Regions from separate parts of the Mus musculus genome. Here all the other regions are linked to region 2. Evidence: chromatin contacts called from public Hi-C data. All regions are on one chromosome and are shown on one strand. Each heading gives the region's core, a stretch centred on a gene start, on an enhancer-like site or on the middle of the called end of the contact. The rest is flanking DNA. Distances are from core to core; before and after follow the strand shown.

What was found. Hi-C and Micro-C count contacts between places; a contact is called where the count stands out from the background.
Region 1: a Hi-C map of the C2C12 cell line shows a contact between it and region 2, with 2.3 times the contacts expected there. The contact joins the promoter of 4931406H21Rik here to the enhancer-like site in region 2. A contact is called at or near these places in 1 of 39 promoter capture datasets (embryonic stem cells), 2 of 15 datasets of contacts at CTCF or cohesin (large pre-B cells and pro-B cells), 13 of 484 Hi-C or Micro-C datasets (the AML12 cell line, the C2C12 cell line, Th1 cells and 9 more), 5 of 115 datasets of contacts at active chromatin or transcription factors (astrocytes, differentiating embryonic stem cells, embryonic basal ganglia and 2 more) and 4 of 9 other capture datasets (embryonic stem cells, embryonic tail, embryonic trunk and 1 more).
Region 3: a contact with region 2 is called in a Hi-C map of CD8 T cells, with 2.9 times the contacts expected there. The contact joins two enhancer-like sites. A contact is called at or near these places in 2 of 39 promoter capture datasets (hippocampal neurons and liver), 1 of 15 datasets of contacts at CTCF or cohesin (large pre-B cells), 24 of 484 Hi-C or Micro-C datasets (B cells, CD8 T cells, the CH12 cell line and 18 more), 26 of 115 datasets of contacts at active chromatin or transcription factors (the 230-238 cell line, VIP interneurons, bone marrow-derived dendritic cells and 20 more) and 4 of 9 other capture datasets (adipose tissue, embryonic stem cells, embryonic trunk and 1 more).

The regions. Positions count from the first base shown.
Region 1 is chr14:25,584,228-25,588,404 of GRCm38.p6, forward strand. 4931406H21Rik (RIKEN cDNA 4931406H21 gene) reads left to right here and starts at 2,577. Exons shown (of 1, transcript NR_033492.1): 1 at 2,577-4,177. The region is part of intron 6 of Zmiz1 (zinc finger, MIZ-type containing 1); the gene reads left to right. It overlaps Gm32497 (a long non-coding RNA gene), which reads right to left. Exons shown (of 4, transcript XR_003951081.1): 4 at 1-4,177. RefSeq lists an enhancer at 935-4,177.
Region 2 is chr14:25,111,086-25,115,025 of GRCm38.p6, forward strand. It overlaps Gm32123 (predicted gene, 32123), which reads left to right. Exons shown (of 3, transcript NR_153781.1): 3 at 10-1,846. Among named protein-coding and RNA genes, the nearest start is that of Gm32123, 3.8 kb to the left of the region's middle. Within about 2 kb of position 1,971, at least 24 of the 459 cell types and tissues checked have an H3K27ac peak or open chromatin away from gene starts, as enhancers often do. A contact at or near this core is called in the C2C12 cell line, CD8 T cells, Th2 cells and 1 more, where this site is marked.
Region 3 is chr14:25,470,633-25,474,615 of GRCm38.p6, forward strand. The region is part of intron 1 of Zmiz1 (zinc finger, MIZ-type containing 1); the gene reads left to right. Among named protein-coding and RNA genes, the nearest start is that of Zmiz1, 13 kb to the left of the region's middle. Within about 2 kb of position 2,484, at least 170 of the 459 cell types and tissues checked have an H3K27ac peak or open chromatin away from gene starts, as enhancers often do. A contact at or near this core is called in CD8 T cells and bone marrow-derived macrophages, where this site is marked.

The DNA.
Region 1 (4,177 bases), core at 1,327-3,826, 470 kb after region 2:
CATGTAACTCCTTTGTCAGCTGGTAAGCCAGCATGCCTGTGCCTTGGCAGAAGTGGAATGTCCCCTTGTTAGGAGGCAGACCTGTCAGACCCCTCAGACCCAACAGTCCTGACTCGCCAGCTTCCCTAGGTGTGTAAGGGCATCCCTGCTTGATAGGCTGCAGGCTCTCAGCTGGTTTCTTTCAAGGGATGAGGGGCTTGCTGGGCCCAAGGTTGATCTCTCAGCCACCTTGCCTGGCTCAGACCTGTGGTTGGAGGCTTGCAGCCCTGGTGCACAGATGCCTCTGGGAACTCAGAGGGCTGGCTCTCTCAATGTGGGCCAGGAAAGATGCCCAGGTGGTACTTGACATGGTGGACACCAGCACATGCCACTTTCCAGCCGTCGTTCTCCGTGTGTCTGTCTGCAACACATCTCCTGACCCCTCCTTTCCGCCCAAAATGCACATCACTCCCCCTTAGCTCTGTGGATAAGTGGGTCCATGACCAGATGTAACCTGCCCTTCTGGTGCACATGGCTTTCCTAAGTCTCCCAAGAGGCCTTGGTCCTGGCACTCTGTGCTCAGAGACTATGGCACCCCAGCTGCTCCCCCCCCCCCCCCCCGTCTGCCCCATTTGCCTAGGCTCCACTTTGTCTAGTTGCCTGTGCAGTGTTGCTGTCCTTCCTCCCTGAGGGCCTCTGCTGACTGTCCCTTCCTCATTATTCTTGGCCATATCTATCTTCCTTGACTTTCTGTGACTTTCCGAGTTTCCTTGCTCTCAGACTTTAACCCCACACTGGGTACATGTGGCTCTACATGTGTATGGCTGTGCATGCATGTGTGTCTTTATGTGAAGTATGTGCGTCTCGTGGCTGTGGATCGTGCCTGTGTGCATTGTGAGTGTCGAGTGCTATAAGTATCGTGCATGTGTGCATTGTGAGTGTGGAGTGCTATAAGTGTGTTCAAGGCCATCTCCCTGTGTATTCATGCCTGGTATTTCTGGCTGTGTGGGTATGTACATGGTCTGTGTGTGGCTGTATGTCATGCATGTGTACATTGTATTATGTGTGTATTTATGTACATATGTATGTAATGTGTATATGTATGTATATATGTGTGTTTGCATGATCATATATGTTCATGCCTGGTATGTCTGACTGTATGGGTATGTGTGTACAAGGTCTGCATCTCTGTGTGTGTGGCTGTATGTCATGCACATGCACATGTCTGTCTGTCTGTTTGCATACTCGTGTATGCTCATGCCTGGTATGTCTGACTGTTGAGTATGAACACATGTACCTGAGGAGTCCTGTGATGGTGGAGGGGTTTCAGTGCACAGAGACCTATAGGTGTTCACAGATGTGTGTGGGTTCTGGGGGTGGTGTATGACTGTTACGGAATGGCTGAGCAGTGTGTGCACGCGCAACTAGCTGCATCTATGGGCGCCTCTCCCACCCTTCTGCCTTCTGTCTCGCCTGTCAGGAGGCCAGGCTGGGGCCTGAGAAGGCCCTGCAATGAGATCATGTTGTGAGGGGAGATGCTTTGTCAAGAATGCTACCAAAGAGTTGGGCTGTGTGCGTGGTTGTGGCAGTGAGCAGGGTGGTGACGGTGAGCAGGCTCAGGCCTGGGGGCAGCACTGTATGGCACGAAAATGAGAGAGACAGAGACGGAATGCAGAGCTGAGCACAGCCCAGACACTACAGCAAGCCGCCCAGGCAGCCGCCTCCACGTGGGGCCCTCTGATGCCCAGCCCCCAACTCTTTGTTCTGCTGCAGCCTTTAGCCTCTGCGCGCACGGGAGCAGGAGCACGCATGCGCACATGCACTTGCATCCTCATCTTGAGGCTCCTGAGGGGCCGGCTGCACCCTCCCACACCCCCCACCCCTTCCTAGATAGAAGGTCACCTGCCCAGCCCCCAGCACCTGACACATCCCAGGCTCTCCTCCAAGGCTGTAGCAATGCCCATCAGCCCCCTCCACCACCGCATGCCAGCCCAGAGTAACTTGGCAGGCTGTACTGTAATGTCAGCCTCTTGGGCGCTCACTCAGTGGTTCAGCCTTCTGTTCAGCCTACATGGGAGCGAGAAACCAGGCAGTCGCCATGTCCGAGGGTCCCCAAGAGTTGCCTGCATGCCTCCGCTGGTGTCTATGCTTGAATAGATCTATGTAGCCTCAGCTGACCCTCTGAGCAGCCAGCACATGTTGAAATAGCAGAATAGAGAATGTCAGAGCCCAGAAGGTAAGCAGCCCAGGGACCAAAGGAAAGGAAGATGCGCCCCAAGCTATCCATAATGGGGCTGGGGCACAGGTGGGGGTGCCAGCTGCTTTTTTTTTTTTTTTTGTCTTCTTTTTTCTCCCTGGCATAGCCAATGCTTGGATGCTTGGGTGGTTTAAAGGGACTATTGGTAGAATAGGCACCCAGCTACTGTGGGAGGCATCAAGAATACCCAGGCCATCCTGACAGGCACCAGCAAGCTTTTGGAGAAGGGACCACAGGAGGCAGAGGAATGATTCAAGTGGGGACAGGCAGAGGGTGTTTGCCAATCTTAACACAGCCAGGCTGCCCAGAGCTGGCTGTGGACGTGGGACTGCTGTGTGGTTTTAGGACATGCCTGTTAGTTATGTGCACTTACTTGCTCTTCGTGGAGTAGCACCATCACGCAGATGTTCTGCATCCTTTGAATGGAAACCTTGGGTCTGCATCCCCAAGATGGGTAAAGTCTACTGGGTTCTCTGACCTCTGACCTCTGTTCTAAGCACACCTTCCAGTACAGCAGCCCAGGTCCCAGAACGGGAGTGGAAATAATGTCGCTTGCTGGCTTTAAGTCCCCAGATGCATGCCTGCTCTGTTTCCCTAATGAGTCATGTGCCTGTCAGATGTCAGCTGGTCTTAGTGGAGACACTGAGACATGCCTTGCCTCTCTCTGCCTGTGATCTGTGGAAGAGGCTCTTAAGAGATACTGGGTCTCACTCTAGAGCTCTCAGTTCAGGGATAGGGGCTGGAATGGGGCCTTCTACGGCACTAGTGTGGCAGCCCCGTAGTTAATTTGTCGTGGGGCTGGGATGGGACAAAGGCACCCAAAACCAGTCAGGTCATTTCAACTTCTACCAGCCAGGGCTCTTTACACCAGGGAAGGCCGGTCATATACCAGTGTCCCATTGCTGTGGAAACAAGATTTTTTTTTGCACTCACCGAGCTGCATGGTGACTCTGAGACACCTCCGTGGTGGACAGCACTTCTGGTCTCTCATAGTGTCGTGGCTGCTATCTCTACCTTCACCCTCCCCCATAGCCTTTCTCCACCCTCTCTGCCTCTGCCCACCCCAACAGAGCATTCAGCTGCCTTCCCTTCAGCATGGAGGACAAATAGCCCCATTCAGGGGCACCCGCCAGAGCTGTCTCTCTAAGACAAAGCTGTGTGCAGCTCCCCGTGAAAAACGGCTCTTGGCTGCCCAGCGAGCAGGCAGGATTGGTGGGTGCAGATTGCAGGGGATTTGTTAGTGGCTGCCAGTTCCCCCAGAGATAGCAGGAAGGCAAGGCCTTGTCCTTGAAACACCAGCCTGCCTGGCAGGCTGGGGCACCTTCTCAAGGCCAGGGACAGACTTCCTCCTGGACACCATCCCCACCCCCACCCCCATGTGAACTCTGCAGAGCTGGGCTGTGGGGGAGGGCTTGGCTTCCTTCCTTCTGCCGGGCCTTCGCCCCTCCCAGGCCAGATCCCATGGAAATGGCTCTGGATTTTACTGCCAGCCTGTGGGAACTGACTAACCATCAGATATGTGTTGTGGCCAAAACCTGTGTTCTCTGTGCCATGGGAGAGGTCACTGGGGCTCTGTTGTTAGCACACCCATTTACAGAGGAGGAAATCGAGGCTCTGAGAGGGACAGACAGACTCCAGCCCTATAGTTCTCAGTGCTAGTGACAGAATTTGCTTGAAAGCGAGTCCAGTTTGGGCCCCAGGAAGCTATCCCTCCTCCTGAGTGACCCAGGAAGACTGGGGCAATGACCCTGGTTCCCCCAACTCCCATCTCGCTGAGGGCTGTGCCATGGGCTCCTGTAACCTTGCTCTGCTCTTCAACAAAGAGGACCAGTGGGAGGAAACTTGTGGGCCCAGCATTCCCAGGCTAAGGAACTGGGGGGAGGGCAGTTGGATGATCCCCAGGGTATTAAAACCTCACTTTGGAGAAGAGGCAGAGCTGTG
Region 2 (3,940 bases), core at 721-3,220:
TCTCTTCAGCAAACAACATCTTCCCAGACCACCGAGGAGACAGAAGTCTTAGGGAGTTTCCTAGGATTACCAAGTCATAATGATTCCACAATAAAACACTTTATCATGCTGGGTCTAAACATCCAAGAAAAGTGTCACTTGTGCGAGGGGAAGCTGGAAGCTGGAAGCTGGAAGGAGCCCGCTTCTCTAGAACCAGAACAATTCCTGAGTCCGGTAAGAACTTTAGTACATTGCCTCTTCTCATCGAGCCTACATCCATTTCTCTAAAATGGAAAGGGGAGTCCAGTGTAATGGAGCAATCTGTAAGGAACCTCCATACAAGTGTGAAGGACTGAGTTTCAGCCTCAGACCCCATATAAAAGCTAGATACAGTGACATGTGCCTGCAAGAGCCCAGCAGAGAGGAGAATTCCAGGGATTTGCTGATCAGCCTGTCTAGTGGAAGCAGTGAGCTGCAAGATCAGTGAGAGACCCTGCCTCAAAAACATATGATGGGAAAGGATTGTGGAAGATACCCAGCATTGATCTCTGGCCTCCATGTTCATGCTTGTGCATACACAAACACACACACACACACACACACACACACCCCACACTCATAAATATGCAGTGTTCTAATTCTGAAGCCTCCGTTCTTCTAAAGGATAATAAAGTCTGGTGCATTTGTTCTTAATGAAATTAACACCAGGTTAAATAATCAAAGAGCTTGCTGGGAGGTTGGTGCACCAGCAGATAGAATAGAATGTTTCTCCTGGCCCTTGAATTCAGTATGTTTTCTTAGAAATAAGACTAAAACCTAATGCTATAGAAAATGCCATGAGTATTTGCATATCCTACAAAGAATATTTGCATATAATTGGTTGTATAAAGCAGGGTGCGTGTTTCTTGGGGTGAGATGCCAGCTGGCTGACAACTCTCCTGTGTGATTCTGGTGTGCCAGGTACTTGTCAGGTAGTGTTGAGTCCTCAGAACCACAGATGCTTAGTACTTGTTGAACACACCTTGAAACTGAGGGCCAGAGCCAGAACTGGCTGGCAGTAGCACCACAGGACATAGGGACATCACTACTCTTGGTGCCACTTTTCTCGCCTACAGCATCACAGTATCTGGTGGAAGGGGTGTGTCTGCAGTGACACCTGCAAGGTGGATTAAGGTCACTGGGATTTAGTCACAGCCTTCTGTTGCACGGAAGGTTTGGACAAAGTGACCTCTACAATCCAGTCCACTGAGGTTTCAGACTTAAGGTACTCACTTAAGTAGCAGTTACCAAAAACAAACTCTGAAACACATCTGCCCAGGATTCGCAGGAAAAGCATGTTTTCAGATCAAATGTGTTTGGAAAATATTCCTAATTATGTCCCCAGTTAGAGACTTATAATGCATGTTACAAACATCAAACTCTCCGATAAGGCACACAATTAAAGCCCGAGTAGTTACTTAATCTCTTTCCTAGACTTGATGAATTGTCAACCCCCCCCCCTTTTTTCTCTACCCACATAACACATAGAGGCACTTGTTGAGGGAACTAGAGTAACAGAAATGGCTGTAGTTCCCGAGTTCTCACTGGTCAGAGCAGCAGCAGTTCTCAGGAAGACTCGGGGGTCAGAAGTGAGGGCTGGAGAGAGAACCTGATTAGGACTGATGCTCACCGGCTTCTGCTTCCAGGAGCTCTTAAAGCTCACATATGGTTTACTCGTGAAAAGCAAGAGCCAGGGCTCCCATGCAAGCCCTTCTAGAAGAAACTAACACCATTGATACTGCTTCTGAAATCTTGACATTCGAGTATCTCAGTGCTCTCTGTATATTTTTATGGTTGTGTAAAAAACCGTCTTATGGATGAACACAAAGCGTCGTTGCCTTTCTGGTTCAATCTTCCTTCTCCCTTTTTACTGAAAGCTGGTAAACACCACTTTCACCAAAACTGGTGAGTCACGGTTCCTGTAGTCAGCTCGTGCTGCTCCTCAGCACCATCATGCTGTTCCACGTCTGCGTAGTGACTCCCTTACTCCTTGGTAGCTCTTTCCTCTGTATCACAGATCCATTGTCACTCGCTCAAATACAGCCTCCCTGACTGCAGGCCAGATCTGGTTCGATGGCCATGTAGACTAATCTGCCAGCAATTGTCACCCACCTTTGGGTTTTTGAAATGTCTGATCCTCCTAACTAGATCACAAACCTTCCCAGGAGAGGGATCACCCTGTGTGACCAGCACCTGCCCAGACTGGTATGGAAGAACATGTTGTTGAATAAGTAAAGGAAAAACATTGTTATGTGAAGTAGCCTCATGCGCCTGGGCCCTCTCTGAAGTCCAGCTCCTTTGCTAGCAACTTCAACCTTTCTCTTCATTTAAATTTGATCCTTCCTCCCATTGCCTGACCTCAGCTCCCCAGCTGACTCCAAGCCACTAGATAAGCCCAGCCCATCCTCCTCTTTCCACTCCCACAGGCTTAGTCATGTTTCCTGCCAAAGAGATGACCACAGGGGGGAGGATTTGGAACCTACAAATAATTGACCTTTTGATATCAAAAGTAATTAGCTCAGTTTTATCTTTTGTTCCGTGAAGAAAGTAGCAGTGTTCATACTGGTGCCCACTTGGTTGGAATTTGTATCTTAGTAAAATTTCAAACCAATGCATGACTGACTTTTAAAAAGTACAAATGGATTCTAAAATTTTGTGAAGAGAATGTTCATAACGTTGCCCACTTGTATTCCTACTTCCTCCCATTTTACAGATAAAGAAACTGAGATCCACAAAGATTATGAAGTTCCGGAAGTGGAGATGCTAAGGTTTAAGCTCAGTCCTTGGCCTTTTGTTTGCCATACTGAGCCCTGAGTTCAGGTCATCAGCTCAGGATTCGATGGCCTTCTGTCTTCTTTGAAAGATCATGAGCTACTTAAAAGCAAGGACCACGACTTTGGCAACTCCAGTTTCTGGCCCAGCGCAATGGCACATAATAGCTCTAAATAAACATTTAAAGAATAACTAGATGAATGGCAGAAATATTAAAAGCCTGGCATAGCAGTCGGCTCAGTATGAATTCCATGAAAGATGTGTAAGAAAGTCAGAGGGACTTGAAGGTCTGAGGAGTCACAAGTTCAAGAGCAGCCTGAGCTAGGGAGTGAGTTCAAGGCCAGCCTGGGCAAATTATTAAAACTGTTTCAAAATTAATAAAAAGGATATAGCTCAGTGCTAGAGTCCTTACCTAGCATGTATTAGACCTTGGGGGGCAATGCTGAAGGGAGGGAGGGAGGGAGGGAGGGAGGGAGGGGGAGGGAGGGAGGGGGAGGAAGAGACTGACAGACACACAGAGATCAAAATGCATAGAATCTAGAATAAGCCTTCATTCCTTTAAGCTGAATAAACTTGTAAGAACTAAGTTGTTTTATAGAAAAAGATTTGAATGCAAAAATCTAAAGATACCTTATTCAAGCTGTCTGGATAGAAAGATAATTGTAGTGATTGGTTATTCTTCAAATGAATATCTAGGAAGAATGGGGGGGATCCATAGAAAGACAGTTACCCTCTGCTCAATATAAGATTGCCATGAGTGCACACATGTGTTTATGTATAGCATTAACCAAATGACTCAAGACAACTTGCATGCAAGGGTAGATGGTGGAGAACCAGCATGGGTGGCTGAGCATAAGGGAAGGACTGCTATTTTATTGCTTTTTGAATACATATCTTAACCCTCTGTTAGAGGGTTTGAGAAGTTTCAATAAATGTAAATTCCCTTGTAATTAACGCGAGTGCTTCCCAAGTGGCCTCTTTGTCCCTTTTCAAAAAAAGAAAAAAATAGCTTTAAGCCATCCACTGCCATGACATTTGTCACTTGCTGAACAAGCCACCATCTCTGTTTTGCCACAAAGGTGATCCTTACCCAAAACCCAGCCCTATGAAACACACAAACTCAAGAGGGAGCAAATGCTTCAAGCTAAGG
Region 3 (3,983 bases), core at 1,234-3,733, 360 kb after region 2:
TCTGTCCAGGCCCATCCCACCCAAACAATCCCAGGCTCCAAAGCTCAGGGCTCTCTGTAAGAAGCTCTGGGTTTGGAATCAGAGCTGTTGGCATTGCTTCCTGCTGTGGCATCCCTTGTGGCTGTTAGGAACATCGGACAGGAGGCCCTACCCTTGTCAGGTGCTATGCAACAGCACTGTGTCAGAGAGCACAGAGTGTTATTACCACGTGCACCAGTAATAACATCAGCCCTTCATCTACACAGTGGGTCTAAACCAGAGGGACAGGTCGCTAGTTGAGCTGGAACTGGAACCCAGGCATCCCAACCATGCCCTCCACTGGAGTGAGTAAGGCTCAGGTACAAGGCTCCCCTGCTTGGGATTTCTGCTTTGTCTCATAGAGGTCTGGCTTACCCTGACCCCGCTCTCCAGAGCTGTTGGGCCTGGGGCAAGCATGAAGGTGTTTATTCACTGTGGTGTCTGGGGTACTGTTGGTCCCTTAATTGTAGCCTGCCCACGGCTGCCATCCTCTGGTAAGACACTTCAGTACATGTGGGGGGTTCCCCAGAAACCACTGCCACCCCCCTGAGACTCCTTGCCCATGTGTCTGGCCTATTTAGCCACCAAATGTTGCTTTGTCCTAAACCACAGTTTGGATTTGTTGCTGCAGTGTCAGGTGACATGACCCCTCCCGGAACCCACAGATCCAGAGATGATTTAGTGGGTGGGATCAGGGGGTAATAGAGGAACCTGTCCATCATACCTTCCTTCTCTTTCCAGATAGGGAACTGAGGCTCAGAGAGGGGAAATAAAACTAGCAAGGTGCTGGGTGCGCCTACCCTAGCGCTCTGGCCTCCCTCTGCCTCCATTCTCCACTCTCTGAGGCTGGCCTTCTCCCTGCTGGACCAAGTGCATGCAGGATGGGGAGACGACAAGCAAAGCAGCAACCTGTGCGCAGTTCTCAAGGTTCTTAAAGCCTTCATTCACTTAGGCTGCTTCCCTGGGACAGTTAGGGAGCGTCTCTCACTAGCCTGAGAACCGGGCTGTGGATTTGTCCAGTCCCCAGTCCTGTTCCCCTCGGAGAGAGTGGTTATCTAGAATCCTTTAGGGTTGTCACCTGTACTGTCACTGCTACAGTACCTACTCTGTCAGCACGCCCATTAGACACTTGAAATTGGGAAGGGGCCTGGGCATCTGGTCCACACTTTGCATTGTGGTCTCGATCTTCCTTTTTGGTCAGTGATCAAGCCTTCATCTTCTCTGCTTTCTGTGCTGAGTTCTAGTCCCCCCACTACCATTTTCTCTCCCTCCCTCCCCTCTTTCCTTCATAGTACTGGGGATCAAACCTGGAGCTTTAGCCACGCTAGGCAAGTACTGTACCACGGAGGTCCCCTCCCGGACTTGATGAGACTTTCTGAGGTTCAGGCCTGGCATTCACTGTACAGCTGAGGATGCCTTGAATTCTCCAACCTCCAGCTGCCATCTTCCAAGTGCTGGGACCATAGGCAGGTCCCACACATATGGGTTATTCAAGGTTGGGGGTCAAATCCAGAGTCATGTGTCTTAAGCTACATGCCAATCCCTACTAATTTCTTATTTGGTGACAAGGTCTCTCTTGGTTGCCCAAGCTGACCTTGAACTGACACTCTGCAGTACAGGTGGGGCCTTTCACTTCCCTTTCACCTGTCTCAGCCTCCCAAGCAGCTGAGCCACCAGGCTCACACAGCACACTGCAGCTTTTGAAGGTGAGAGGTACCTCAAGGCCGGAGCCTTGACATTTTCTCTAGCCTCTTCATTCGGTCTGGTGAACGTCTACTCATCCCTGAGAAGTCAGGTCAAAAGCTGTACCCCTGAGCTTGTCCCCTGATAGTATCAGATGCTGGGAAGGTTCTCCACTGAAGGCTCTCCCTCCTCCCTCCCCTCTGCTCTCTTTCTTAGTTGCTTGCTATCATCCTAGGCTGGGGCTGGGACTGGGTCTCCCTTCACACTCCCTTTCTCCGTCCGTCTGTCCGTCCATCCATCCCTGTCCTCACAGGTTGGCCCAGGGCCTGCACAGAGGAGGTAACAAAAACATTTCAGTGTATTCCTGGAGCAGTAGCTAGTTACTATGGAAACAAGGAAGTGTTGCAACTTCCTGAACTTGAGGTTGGGGTCAGAGAAGGCAGCTCTGTCTTGGTTCCATGAGATGGACCCAGGATGACTGTCCTGGGGTTCTTCCTAACTCCAAGTTGCCTGTGGCAGGCACTTTCCAGTCTCTGAGCCTCAGTTTACCCTTCAGGAACATGTAGGCATGGGGATACTTAGCTTGCTGTCTTAATCTGTCTTCTCATGTGACAGGTGGTCCCTTTGCCCTCTTCAGGCCTGTCTCCCACTTTTGCTCATCTATTTCCCTAAAAAGATATGTCATCAAGTGTCTAGATCCAAGTGTCTGTAGCCTGATTGCCCTTGCCTGCACCTTGAGACTGCAGGGACACAAAGAGGGAAGTCCCCACAGCCAGGGTTGCAGAGAGTAGAGCACGAGGTGGGTGGAGGGGTTGTCAGCAAACCAGGCCAGCTGACTCTGGTCTGAGCCAGCACATGCCCTGGGTCATTTTCCCTCGCCCTGAAAGTGGCCTGAACCAGTATGGGTCAGGGTGGCCCTTAACTTTGCTGGACACTGCCAGTTTTGCCTTCTGGTGTCATGCTATGGGGGGACCCTGCCCTGCCCTGTCCCAAGTAGCCTCAGAGGATGTCCCCTGCCCACAGCAGTAGGTGAGCAGCGTGTTCTCACTGTTTCCTCTCTCTGCCTGATCGCTCAGAGTCTCAAGTCAGCCAAGCTCAAGCTGCAGCCTCCCCCGCAGCCCTGCAGCCCAAGCAGGTGCATTTGAGCTCAGCCTTGTCCACACAAGACAAAGAAACCAGACTGAGAGTCAAGCAGCCCAACCCAGCCCAGGCACCCACTGCTGTGCATAGCTGACCCCAGGCTAAATCGACATCAGACTTTGGCTGCCCCACACCCACTTTGGGCCCTTTATGCCTTTAGAGGTAGACCAGGTTTCCCCCAGGTCTGGGACTAGTAGGGCCTGGAGGAAATGGTTTCACATCTTCTCCAGCTCAAATTACTGATCTATAAAATAGGAAGGGAGTGAGGCTGAGTAGGCTGGGGCAGGCTGCCTGAGTTCTCTGGAGCCCAGTTACACTCAGTGGGCAGGCAGTTGCAGGCTAGAGTCTGGAACCTGGAGACATCTGGGAATTTTTTGGGGGGTGGTGGTGGGAAATATAAGTCCAAGTGCTCTGGTGTATGTAGCTCAATAGTAGAATGCTTATCTAGCAGTCTGAGGTTCAAAGTTCTACTCCAACATGAATGAAGTGGGAAGGGAGGGAGAAAAGGAGAGAAGGGAGGAAGGGAGGAAGAGAGGAAGAGAAGGAGGGAGGGAGGGAGGGAGGGAGGGAGGAGCAATGCTGTTTTGTTTTTGTTTTTGTTTTCTGTCTTAGGGAACCAGCAGTCACTCGAATAGGTCTTCCTTCCCTTCAGTTCCCAGCTGTGTTTCCTACCCCTGGAAACAGCCCTGACCAGAGTCTACTAACTAGTTAGTCACTCACTCCTGCTACCTCACAGCCTCGTGATCTGGACAAGCCCTATGCTCTCCCTGCATTGTGGGACCCTGAGTCCATGCCTGCGTCTGGAATGCTGTTGGAAGCCTGTTCGTGCCTTTTTGTTACCAAGTAGGCAGAATCCTCACACTAGACGCCCCCCTCCCCCCCAACCCCACACAGGTTTCATGTCAGGTCTCCCTTCTGGAAGAGTCTCACTTTGTGGGTGACAGCGGGTCTGTGTTTCTTGTTGAGGCTAGGAGATCACCTCAGATCATTCCTCAGGCGCCATTCATCTTTTCCTGTTAAAGGATCTGCTATTAGTGAGGAGACATTTGTGTGCCTGGTGTGTGCTTATGTGGATGCGTATGCTACGGTGCATGTATGGTGGCCAGAGGGTCTATGAAGTCGGGATTGTGAAGTGCTGGGAT